2 separate regions of the Rattus norvegicus genome follow, and region 1 is linked to region 2. Evidence: chromatin contacts called from public Hi-C data. All regions are on one chromosome and are shown on one strand. The core of a region is the stretch at or near the end of the contact, and the rest is flanking DNA. Distances in the headings are between cores, read along the strand shown. Region 1 holds the start of Hs6st1 (heparan sulfate 6-O-sulfotransferase 1). Region 2 has its middle 57 kb from the start of Hs6st1.

Region 1 (6,077 bases), core at 3,200-5,699, 56 kb before region 2:
GGGCCAACTGAGATCACCACCAAGAGCTCCAGACAAGTGCTGTCCCACCCCCCCCAGCACCTCAGTCTCCTTCTGACCCTTGCTGTACACATTCCTAAGCAGGTGGGGGGGCAAATGGGGAGCGGGGGCTCGGGGGAGGACACGGCCATGTCTTGTTCCCTACAAGGCTGTGTCACCTCAAAGGTATGATGAGTAGGGCTGGGTTTTACACTCCAAAAAAAAAAAAAAAAAAATTGTGCTTTTTGTTCACTAAAAGCAACTAAACAAACCAATGAACAAACAAACAAAAATATTGGGGAACCAGTAAGATGGATGGTTCAGTAGATAAAAGATGCCTGCTGTAAAATCTGAGACCTGATCGCCTGACCCCACGTGGTAGGAGAGAGAACTAACCTCCAGAAGTTGTTCTCTAACGTCTGATGCATGTCCATGGCAGGTGTACACACACGCACTCACACTCAGTAAACACACACGTGCATGTGCGCACACACAATAAGTAAAATGTAATAATAGTTTACAAATAGTTTAAAAATTAAAAGTGGTTTCCAGGGGCTGGGGATTTAGCTCAGTGGTAGAGCGCTTACCTAGGAAGCGCAAGGCCCTGGGTTCGGTCCCCAGCTCCGAAAAAAAGAACCAAAAAAAAAAAAAAAAAAAAAGTGGTTTCCAAGTTGGGGCCTACCTTTTAAAGAAAAAAAAAAAAAAAGAAACAGAAAAACTCTGTTATTGTTGTTCCAGTCTCCTGTAGCAGGGCTGGAATTCACTATATATCCAAGGATGACCCTGACCTCTGACCCTGGAGTGCTAGAAGTAGGGAATATACCCTCATTTCTAGTTTGATATTGTACTGGGGATAGAACTCAGGGCCTTGTGCATGCTGGGCCCAGTTGCACTCCTAGTCTAAGAAAACTTTTTAAAACCACAATCGTGATCGTAGGGAGGTGGCAGCTGGGAAGGGTACTCTGACGGCACAGGCTGGAGAGCGCGGAGCAAGGAGGGTTCCCCGGGAGTAAACCAAGGAGGATGCTCTGCACAGCCGCAAAGCATTCGAATATTCCCCTCAGAGGAATTTCTAAAGCAAGTCAAAGCTGTGCAAAATATTTACACACAGGAGTGTTCACTTGACACGTCCTTACAGACGGGAAGAGAAAAGCTCCCATTCTATCACGTGGCAGCTAAGAGTGGGCACACAGAGGGCCTGGCTGCAGTTGCCACAGAATGAGCTTTTCATGATGCCCAACATAAACAAAACCATGGGAGGGTTTCTCTTTTTTCTGCTCCGTCACAGAAAACTATCACTACGACGGGAGGGGGCACATGAGAGACTCAAGGTCTCTTACTATTATGCCAGACTCCTCCTCTTCCTCTCTACTGGACCCTGGAGGACTCCAGACCCTGGAGACTGCCCCAGAGTGGCAACCAAACTTCCCATCCCTACCTGTTAATGATGTCACCAAATTGAGCCCGTAGCCATCAACTGAGGACTTCACTGGCTCTCCTAGGGCATGCTGTGTCCATGAGGGTTAGGGTAGTCAGACTAGAGCTGGCCCAGGTGCCAATGGTCCTTGGTGGCACTCATCCCCTGGCAGCTCCATCTGTCCAAGGCCAGCCATCGAGCCTTCTGTCTCTCCACTCTGGTCTTGTAAGCACACAGGCTTATGCTAGCAGATGTGAGACATCTGGAGCAGACAGAGGCCACAGAAACCTCCAATGCTTTGCTCACACACCTGTTCCCCTGCTGAGGCAGGAAGTACCAAGCGATGTTGTAAGTTACAAACCTAGGAGGGAGTGACGGATCTGTCCAGCCTCATGAGTCACCCAGATGTGTGCTCAGTTCAGAGCAGCCACAGGCAGATGTGCCATGGGGAGGTTGGGAGCTAGGTAGAGTCATTTGTCCAAGCTCTACCATAACCCCGAGGGCAGAGAGAAGAGGAAAAGAAGGCCCACCCTAGTGTGCAAGGTGTCTGGAGAGGGAACGAGCCTTCAAGGGTGACAGTAAGTGCTACTTAACACCAACCATCAGTGCTACTTAACATGCTGCCAACTCTGACAGGGACAGGGTCCCTGGGCAGATGGGAGTTCAGCTTTTGCCAGGGATAGGGCTCAGTTGGGGAACTCAGGTGCAGCCAGGAGTCCAATACATAAAAGTCTCCTGAGTTAGTTTGAGGGGAAAAAAAGCTATATACCTTGTACCTAAAAAAGAAACAAATGGAGCACAGTGAAGAGAATAACAGAAGGAACCCAGTGTCACCTATTGGGTGGCACAATTAGAAACTTTGGAACCAAAGGCCCTAGAGGCCCCTCCCCCACCTAGCCCACAGTTGCTGAGTCAGCAACTTCCTGACCACCCCCCTTTTTTGGGGGGGGGGGAGGTCAGCATTCTTCATCCCTGCCCCCTCTGCAGGCAATTGAGGCCTGCGAACAGTATCTGGGGCCACCCACCTCCCTGTTCCTTCCATTCACAGCCACGAGGCCACTTGAGCCTCTGATAAACTCTAGCCAAGGGGCACTGGGGTCCTTCGCTCTGGAAACCCATAGAGCTGCAAGAAGGGAACCCTGGTTACAATCTGTGGCTGATGTTGTCCATGAGGGGTAGGGTCACCCCCAAAGCCTGGCCTCTCTACAGCTCTAAGAGCAGTACGCACAGTTTGCCTGCACCTTCTATAATTAGGATGCCCACAGTTTCAAGCCCCACATCCTGCAGACGGAGAGGACTTCCCTGAATCTGCTGGGGTGTGCCCAGTACTGGGCACTCGCAGTCTTGAGTGGTGGACCAGTGGACAGTTGCTATGGCTAGACCCAGACTCTAGCACGGCATGGCTGAACCGTTGGGATGGGTCCTGTAATTGAAGCATGTATGTGTGCAGAGCAGAGCTAATATGGACAGGAAGCAGTTTCAAGGGCCTGGAAAGGAGACTCTGGGTCTAGATTAGGGCCGCGGACAGAATACCTCCTTTGAGACTGAGAACTGCTAGGGGTGGGTGCAATGTGTATGTCTATCACCCAACTCTAGCGTCCTAGTGTCCTGACAGTTTGTGAAATAAACCCTCAGGACTGTAGGGCAAGCAGCTCCAGGCTGGTTGGACTCTGAAGGGTCCCAACCCCACCGAAGAGCCAGCACCTTCCTGCCCCAAAAGTACCAAAGAAAATAGCGACTTCAGTCAAGACTTGCCCACGCCCACTTCCTAGCTCATCTGTAAATTCAGTCCTACAGGAAACATGGGAGAGAAACAAAGGCAGACAAGAAGCCCTAATTCCTAGGGTGGGGTGGGGCGGGGCGGGGTAGGGGGGAGAAAATCCCCGGAGGACCAGAGGGCACCAACAGAAACAGGGCTACAATCTCAACTTTACAAAGTGCTTTCGGAGGGGCTGGCCCTCGCCCACATGCCCCAGACAAGGAACATGACGGGCCTTGCTGGAAGGTTCTTGGTTGCACAAGTAGCTTTGACTGTCTCAGCTATCCCTAATCTGACCGGTGGATAGATTTCTGCGGAAGGCAGTCCCCAACTGGAAGCTTTTGTTCCACTTCAGTAGTTGGGGAGGCCAGGTAGTGCTGCCTTCTCTCCGTCTTCAGCCCGGGTCACACGGGCCTTTGTTCTACCTGCACACACCGGCAGGCAGAGCCCACCCCTTTCCTGGCAGCTCCTCCCCAGACTGGCAAGCACTGGAGGGCCTGGGGATACCACAGGTGCAGAGGAAGAGGATCCTCATCTCCCTTGCTCCACTTTTAGTTCTAGACAGGTACGGGCTACAGACGCACAGAGACACACCTGTTTTTCTGCCTCTAGAGCCAAGCCTGGACCTTTAGTCCCCGAGGTTTCTCTCTCAGGCTAGCCGGCAGTGCACCGCAGATGGGGTGGACAGAGAGCGGCCGGCAGTGACCCAGGAGGAAGTCTGGGCACTGCGCAGACAGGCCAGTGATGAGGAGAGGTACAGAACAGAGGGTGAAAAGAGAGATCAGAGGTCAGGAGTGGCAGCTGCAGGGACAGATGAGACGGGGATCCTGGGATCCGGCAGATCGGAAGGGGCCCCAAGAGAGCAAAGAGGGCAGATCTGGTCCGGGGTTTAGGGCACCCCCCCCATCACACTCGCCCGCAGCGGACACTCACCTGGGCGAACGCAGACCTGCTGGGTCGCGGCGGTCTAGCACACCGGGAACACAGTTGGTGAGTTCGGTCCAGTCAGCGTGCAGCCCGCAGCTCCAGCCGGTGGAGAAGCGAGAGAAGAGCCAGGTCTCGCGGCGATTGGGCCGATAGCAGGTGCACTTCTTCTGGCCCGGGCGACAGTCGCAGGGCACCTCGAGGCGCACGTTCTGCACTAGGTGGCGGCCGAAGGTGGTGCCGCCGGTCTTCTGGATATGCAGGAAGACTATCACGTCGTCGCCCTTCATGTCGAAGCGCAGCGAGCGCTCCAGCTCGCGCACCGGGAAGTAGTACTTTTTCTCGTAATGTGGGTCCGGCGTGGGGAAGAGATCCAGGTCGTCGGGGGGCGCGCGGCCACCGGGCGCGCCCAGACTCAGCCCCGGGCCCGCGTACTGGTAGAGGATGAGCATGAAGCACGCCGAGCCCGCCACCACCAGCACGAACTTGCTGGCGCGCTCAACCATGGTCCTGCCGCCGGCGCGCCGCCGCCGCATGTGTCACCATCGCCAGCAGCCCGGGCGCCGGGCCTGGGAGGGCGGGGGGCGCAGCTGCTCCGCCACCGCCGCCGCCACCGCCACCGCCGCCCGCGCTCCGGCCCGGCCGGGCTACTCGGCGCCCAGGCTATGCGCAGCGTCCCGGGCCCCGGGCCTCGGCGGCGCCGTGGCTGCTTCCCGCCCCGATCCCCGGCTCGGCTAGCGTACGGCCCGGCCCCCGCCACAGCGCCCCGCAGCCGCGCGCGCCCGCACCCGCCCGCAAAGCTCAGCGCCGAGAACGCTCTGCACCGCCCCGTGCGCCGCCGCGTCTCCGCAGTCCGTCGCGGCTCCGCCCCGCCCCGCCCCCGGCCCGCCCTCGCGGCGCCTCTTGCTGTCGCCGCCCGCTCTGATCCTCCGCTCCGCCTCTGGAGAGCCCTGGGGGAGGGGAGGGGCTGGAGGAGGCCCAGGCACAGGCCAGTGTCCAGCGCCGGGTCGCGTGTCTCTCACACTGTCAACGCGGATCGTTACGCAAAGGGGATTGGTTCCAACTCGCAGGCCTGCGGGTGGCGTCTGGGTTGTCCCGAGCCCAGGAGTGGGTGACTCTTTTGGGCATTGGTCTTGGATTTGGGAGCCCGAGTTTTTTCACCTTCTCTGTCGTGGTAGTTTGTGTCACCCGCGCTCTCTTCCACGGGAATACGGAGGCTTTGACCTTCACACTGAAGGATCCAAAGTTCCAAGTTCGAGAGCGCTGGGAGTAGGGACCACATTTTGGGGCTGCGAATAAGGGTGGGGAAGGAAGAGAGACGTTGAGGGCATGGATCCAGCTCTTATGTAGATATCACCATTCCACTGGCAGCACTGGGACAATGACTCAAAGACCTCAGTAAAGATAAACCAGAATGTGTGCAGAGGCCCGAGGACCAGCTTTATGTTGTCCCTTTTCCCCAGTGTGCATTGTTTTGATCCTGGTCATGCTCCAAAAAAATAGTTGAAAAAATTAAACCGACATTAGAAAAAAAATTAGAATTCCGACCTTCGTGGTTTTGTTTTGTTTTTTTTTAAGGTTGGCAGCAGGACCTGCAGCCTTGATTGGTGCTCTGCCTGCAGTGGAGTGCCTGCTGGGCCCAAGCATGAAAGTTGGAGGCTATGGCATCTGGACGGCCCTGTCCGTGTTGTACTGGGCCCTTAGCTATACTTAGGACACGGGAGCAACTGGAGGTGGGGAGTGAAAAGATCTGTCCAGAACTCCATACCCTAGGGCAGCTGGGAGGGGCTCGGGTGCTTGGATTCAAGCCAGAGTGGCCTCTGGGAGGCACTCCTGCTGCAAGACAAGGCTGAGGTGCCCACATCAAGTACCCGGAGCCTGTCCTGCTAAGGGGTGGGTTAAAAAGTGGAGAGAGGGGGAGGGGATAGCACTAGGGCGCCAGAGCACCCCTCCCCCATCCAAGACTTAAAAACAAGAGCA
Region 2 (5,527 bases), core at 842-3,341:
TGTTTCTCAAGATTGTTCTTTAAGATTTTAATCTAACTTTATGGTCAGCTAGTTCCTGGGAGAGAGTTGCCGAACCGGCTGGTGTAATTCTTCTGCTCTAAACTTTTGTCTGGGGTGGGCAACCTTAAAACTTCTACCTTTCAACATTTTGCATTCTAATATGGCTGATATAGTTTGTATAGTCATAGAACAAAATAAATAAAATATAAAAATAAATAAAACTTTTAAATATGTTGGAAGGGACACCAGTCGGTAAGTTACAGCAAAGTGGGGGGAAATCTACCTGATACATTGTAGGTATCAGATGTTACATTAACTTTGGGACTGATGAAAGCCAGGTCTCTTAAGTAACACACCCCAAAAGTTTCACACGAGAGTCACAAAGACGTGGCAAACACTCAGGAGGGTAATGAATAGCATTAAAGAAGCTAAAGATTGCCCAAGATAATTTGGTTCTGGAGTTACAACATTCCAACTTTTCCCAAGTTTCTAATTAGTTAGCTAGCCCTGTGGAACCTTTAAAATAGGTGTATATTTGGGGATAGAGGTGCTTCAGGTCCCAGATGTTACCCACAAGGTGATAAAACATATTGAAGGTGGTATGGAGGCCAGGAATGCAGTGGACAAGCAGCCACATGATAGGGAGGGAGACTTCAGAAAAAAAAAAGAAAAAAGTAAGGCCTGAGGGCTGGAGAGATGGTTCATTGATTAAGAGCACGAACTTCTCTTCCAGAGGTCTGGAGTTCAATTCCCAGCACCCACATGGTGGCTCACAACCATCTGTAATGGGATCTGAAGACAGCTACAGTGTACTCATATAAAATCAATCAATCAATCGATCAATCTTTTTTTTTTAAAGTGTAAACCCTGGATATTGGGAATATCCAAAGAGTTAAGGAATCATCGCTCAGGAAAGGGAGGAAGTAAAAGTAGTTAATACTTTTCTGAATAGTTCAGAAAGTCAGGAAAAGGGGGGTGGGGGTCTGGAGAGATGGCTCAGTGGTTAGGATCACTGACTGCTCTTCCAGAGGTCCTGAGTTCAATTCCCAGCAACCACATGGTGGCTCACAACCATCTGTAATGAGATCTGATGCCCTCTTCTGGTGTGTCTGAAGACAGCTACAGTGTACTCATATACATTAAATAAGGAAATACATCTAAGAAAGAAAGAAAGAAAGAAAGGAAGGAAGGAAGGAAGGAAGGAAGAAAAACAGGCAGATTTCTGAAGCTACTTGGCATTAAAGGACTGATCATTCCACCTTTCCGTTTAGCAGAATGGCTGAAGGTGTTCCTCGGTGGTCTGGGCTACATGATTGAACCAGCCCAGCTGGAGTGGTAGGTCTGCACCTAGGACAGAGGCTGTATTCTCTTGACCAAGAGTTTTTTCCTATAACATAAACTGCTGATCCATCTTTCTAGCACCAAGATTCCTAATTTTGTCAGTCATCAAAGACCACATACCTGGGACCTCCTGAGGGGAACTTAATTAATGTTTGTGAAGAACCAAGGCCTCCTTGTGAAAAGGTGCTGTGTATAGGAAATATTCTTTTAAACATCAATTGTCTGGCCCCTCTAGAGGCCCAGTAATTAAGCAACTGTTGTGGTTCCTGAGTGGCTAAGACTTTAACATTTAACTGTATTGTAATTAAGCCAGGCCTTCTGGAAGTTAGTGCCCCGCTTTGCAGCGAGGAAGAGAATTCCGCCAAGCATCTCTTTGCAAAAACTCGCTCAGGTTCCGGGAACCTTGCCAATTGCTTTTCCCATAATCTGAATGTGGTTACCATCTCCTTCTGTGCAATTTCTTTTGAGGTGAACGGAAATGTCTTCTGTTTCTTAGACTCCTCTGGTATGTAATTGGTCAACCATCCATATCCATCGGGGAGAGGTTTGACTGGAACACTCTCAGTGTATCCCTGGGGCCAGAAGCAGAGACGGGAGGATGTGTGTGGCAATGCCCATGGAAGGGAGTGGGTGGAGGGACGGTTGTGTGGGGAGAGGGACAAGGAGCTGCAAGGAAATCCCCACCCTCTCAGCTATCCTTCCCAGGTCCTCCTGGACTACATTTCCCAGCTTCCCTTGCAGTAGAGCAAGGGGCACTTGGCTGGGGCTTTGGCTAATAGGATGTGGACAGACCAGGGGTACATCTTCAGGCCTAGGTAAACATCTTTTTTGACTCTAGCATTGACTGGCTTCCACATTCCAGAAGACGCCCAAGAACCCTTTAAAGGACACTTCCCCCCCCCCTTCTGACCCTACCCCCACAAAACAAAACAAAACAAAACAAAACAAAACAAAACCAGTCAGTAAAGCAGGCAAAGGCGTTAAGAAACCAACTGTTCGTGGAATTCCAGAAAGCAGCTAACCCCATCCTAGGCCCTGGAGTCCGAAGGTCCCCAAAACAAGCATTCCGACTTCCCTCCTACTCAGAGCTTAGGGAAACAGTTGACCCGAAATGTGTTTTCTGGGCTCAGCAAATCCAAGCTCATCTTCCCCCTAACCTCCCAATCCAACCAAAACAAAAAAACCTTACAGATTCCCAGAGTGCACCTCGTTCTCCTGTACCCTCGCATAGGAACGGCGGCTTTTGGGGGGGTTCCAACCTCTCTTAATCATTAAAGTTTGTCTCGTGGTTTTGAGGTCGAACTGAGTCTATTTGATTTCCCTCCTCTGACCTGACTTCTTACACTCTTTAAGGTAGTGGCAGCACAAAATGTCACGGCGGGGTGGGGGTGGGGCTGAGATCCTGAAACCCCAGGAAAACCCCAAGGCAGATCTCTTCACTGGGTTTTGCATGAATACAAAGTCAGGTTATTATTATTGTCAATACTTTATAATTACCTCCCCCCATGTGTGTGTGTGTGTGTGTGTGTGTGTGTGTGTGTGTGTGTGTGTGTGTGCCAAAGACTGCAAGTGGAGGTCAGAGGATGTGTTTGTGGAGTGGGAGTCAGTTCTTTCCGTCTGCCTTTGTTGGACAGGTTTCTGGGATCCAGTGCAGGTCAGCTTTGCTCAGCCAGCCCTTTTACCCACTGAGCTATCCTACTGGCCATTTCTTCTGGTCTCTGGCTAGCTACTGCACCCACCAGGCCAGCTGGTTCACCAGGTCTGGAGAGGCTCCTGCCTGCCTGCCTTTTCACAGTATCCACAGGGATATCAGATACCACTGTGTCCAGCTCTCTATAGACTGGGGATTTGAGCCCAGTCTCCCCGTTCATGTGACTTTCTCCCAGTCCAGAAGTCAGCTTTCTTCTTCTTCTTCTTCTTCTTCTTCTTCTTCTTCTTCTTCTTCTTCTTCTTCTTCTTCTTCTTCTTCTTCTTCTTCTTCTTCTTTCTCCTCCTCCTCCTCTTCCTCCTCCTCCTCCTCCTCCTCCTCCTCTTCCTCCTCCTCCTCCTTCTTCTAAAACTACACATGCCAGTTCTTTCATTAGTGGGAGCTGATTTATCTGAAGGAGGAGAGAGACCATTTTCTCATCTGCAGAGTGACTAGAATGACAGGGTTTCCAAATTGCCTTGGTAGGCTGTGGAAAAGACGCGCAAGGGGCCAGCTAGTTAGCTCAGCAGATAAAAATGCTTGCTGCTCAAGGCTAATGACCTCACAACCCCCAGAATGCTGTGGAGGAGGGAGAGAACTAATTCTCCAGAGTTGCCCTTTGGCCTTCACATGTGTACTGTGGCTCAGACATGCCCCTCCACCCCAGCATAGGTACACACAATAATAATAAACATAAATTTTTTTCTTTTTTTCGGAGCTGGGGACCTAACTCAGGGCCTTGTGCTTGCAACATAAAAATTTTAACCAAGAAAAGGCCGACAAGAGTGGAGAAATAGTTTGAAATGAGATCAAACATCTTCCCAGAAATGACTGCTACCATCTTAGAAGTGATGCTCACACTGTCCCCCACCCCTCCAAGTGATGATTCACAAATTTTTCCAACATAGGTCTGTACCCCCACTATCCTAACCCATCCCCTGTATCTGACATACTGGGCAGCAGGACTGACAGCTTCCTGATACTCACACCTCCCAGGAACCTTCGTGCCCTTTGCAGACATCACTAATCAGGCACAGAGTACGTTTAGTCTGAACTGAGAGGCAGCCTCAGAATCTTTCTCAATACTGGTCAACGTTCTCAGCCACCCTCAGTGACCTAAAACCTAGGAGTGACATATTTTCCTTGCATTTAAGTTGGCTGCTTACAGCTCACCAGCACTCTTGATCTTCCTGTCTCTTGTGGGACAGAGCCTGGAGAGATGTGTCTGAGGCCCCATGCTGTGGTAGTTGGCCATGTTGATGCCCGTGGTCTCTCCTGCCACCAGAGATCATACTGAGGTCCTTGGCAGGTGCTGACACTGGAGACCATGTGGATGTCTGTGTTGTCACCAGAAACCACAAAGAAATCTGTGATCCATGCTCTCACTGAGTTTAAAGGGCAAGGAAGCTACTTTTGCGTTGGCATCGATGACTGGAGACTCGCAGTTGAGAAAGGGCATAGAAGGCTTCAGTGACAACTCTTACCCACCACCAACCCCCTAAGGAGTAACAGCCTAGGCAGGAAACCATTGAAGAGAACTATTAACCACCATGACAAGGATGCTGAAGTGTAGCTCTTCACAACTGACGGCTTCTGGCAGGGGTGGGGGAGGGGAAAGACTCAGTTTTCTTTAAGGGGCTGGCTACTGAGAGTTTGACCTTGCTTCAGGGAGTCCAACACAGTTGGACTTTGGATTTTGTGTGCATGTGTGCATGTGTGTGTGTGTGTGTGTGTGTGTGTGTGTGTGTGTGTGTGTGTTGGGGTGTGTGCGTCACAGGATGGGGGCAGACCTGGGAGTTCTAAAAAGTGAGTGTGACCGGGTTACATGATGTGATGTGAGGTTTCCAAATCATTAATAAAAATACTATCGGTTACAAAAAAGGTCACTGGGGATCTCACCTCAGCCCTTCTCTCCCTTCTTTGGGCCAGGGCATAGGGGGCACCTCCGTATCTTCCCCATAATAAACTGTTTCCTTTCCTCTAATTACCCACATGTTTCTGTACAACTCATTGTAATGAGGTGCAAGAACCTGGAAACTTGGATGTCTACCCTCTAGACGCGTATCTGTTCTGGTAACCTCACAGGGTCTAGACTGTCCTCAAACCGGGTGGGGGCCTGGAACTTCTGCTCCTCTTTGGCTATCAGACTATTGAGACACAGACTTCAGGAAATTGGAGATTTCCCAGGAATCTCATGCTGGGAGGACAAGACTAGGATCTTGGGGGTGCCATCCAGTGGGGTGGAGAGGGATTGAGGAACATTTGTTTTCTGAAAAGAATGTTCACACTGCTCTGACAGATTATTAGACCTCCTTGCAAGGTAGACTGGAACTGAGATATAGGTGGGCAGCAGGCACCTCACCTTGATTGGACTTCTTAGCTATGTACATACCAACAAGCTCCTCCTACTGAACCTGAACCTTAAGTCTCAAAGACGACATTTAGGTTTGGAGGAGGGGCATAGATGGGCATATTTGTTCTTCTCAAAGTGGGCCATAA

What was found. A called contact is a pair of places that touch in the nucleus more often than the background predicts.
Region 1: a Hi-C map of liver shows a contact between it and region 2, with 3 times the contacts expected there. The contact joins the promoter of Hs6st1 here to the enhancer-like site in region 2. A contact is called at or near these places in 2 of 12 Hi-C or Micro-C datasets (the A7r5 cell line and liver).

What each region holds. Positions count from the first base shown.
Region 1 is chr9:45,777,774-45,783,850 of GRCr8, reverse strand. Hs6st1 (heparan sulfate 6-O-sulfotransferase 1) reads right to left here and starts at 4,449. Exons shown (of 2, transcript NM_001108210.1): 1 at 4,107-4,449. The coding sequence starts at 4,387.
Region 2 is chr9:45,719,680-45,725,206 of GRCr8, reverse strand. No RefSeq gene overlaps it. Among named protein-coding and RNA genes, the nearest start is that of Hs6st1, 57 kb to the left of the region's middle. Within about 2 kb of position 2,091, at least 9 of the 93 cell types and tissues checked have an H3K27ac peak or open chromatin away from gene starts, as enhancers often do. A contact at or near this core is called in liver, where this site is marked.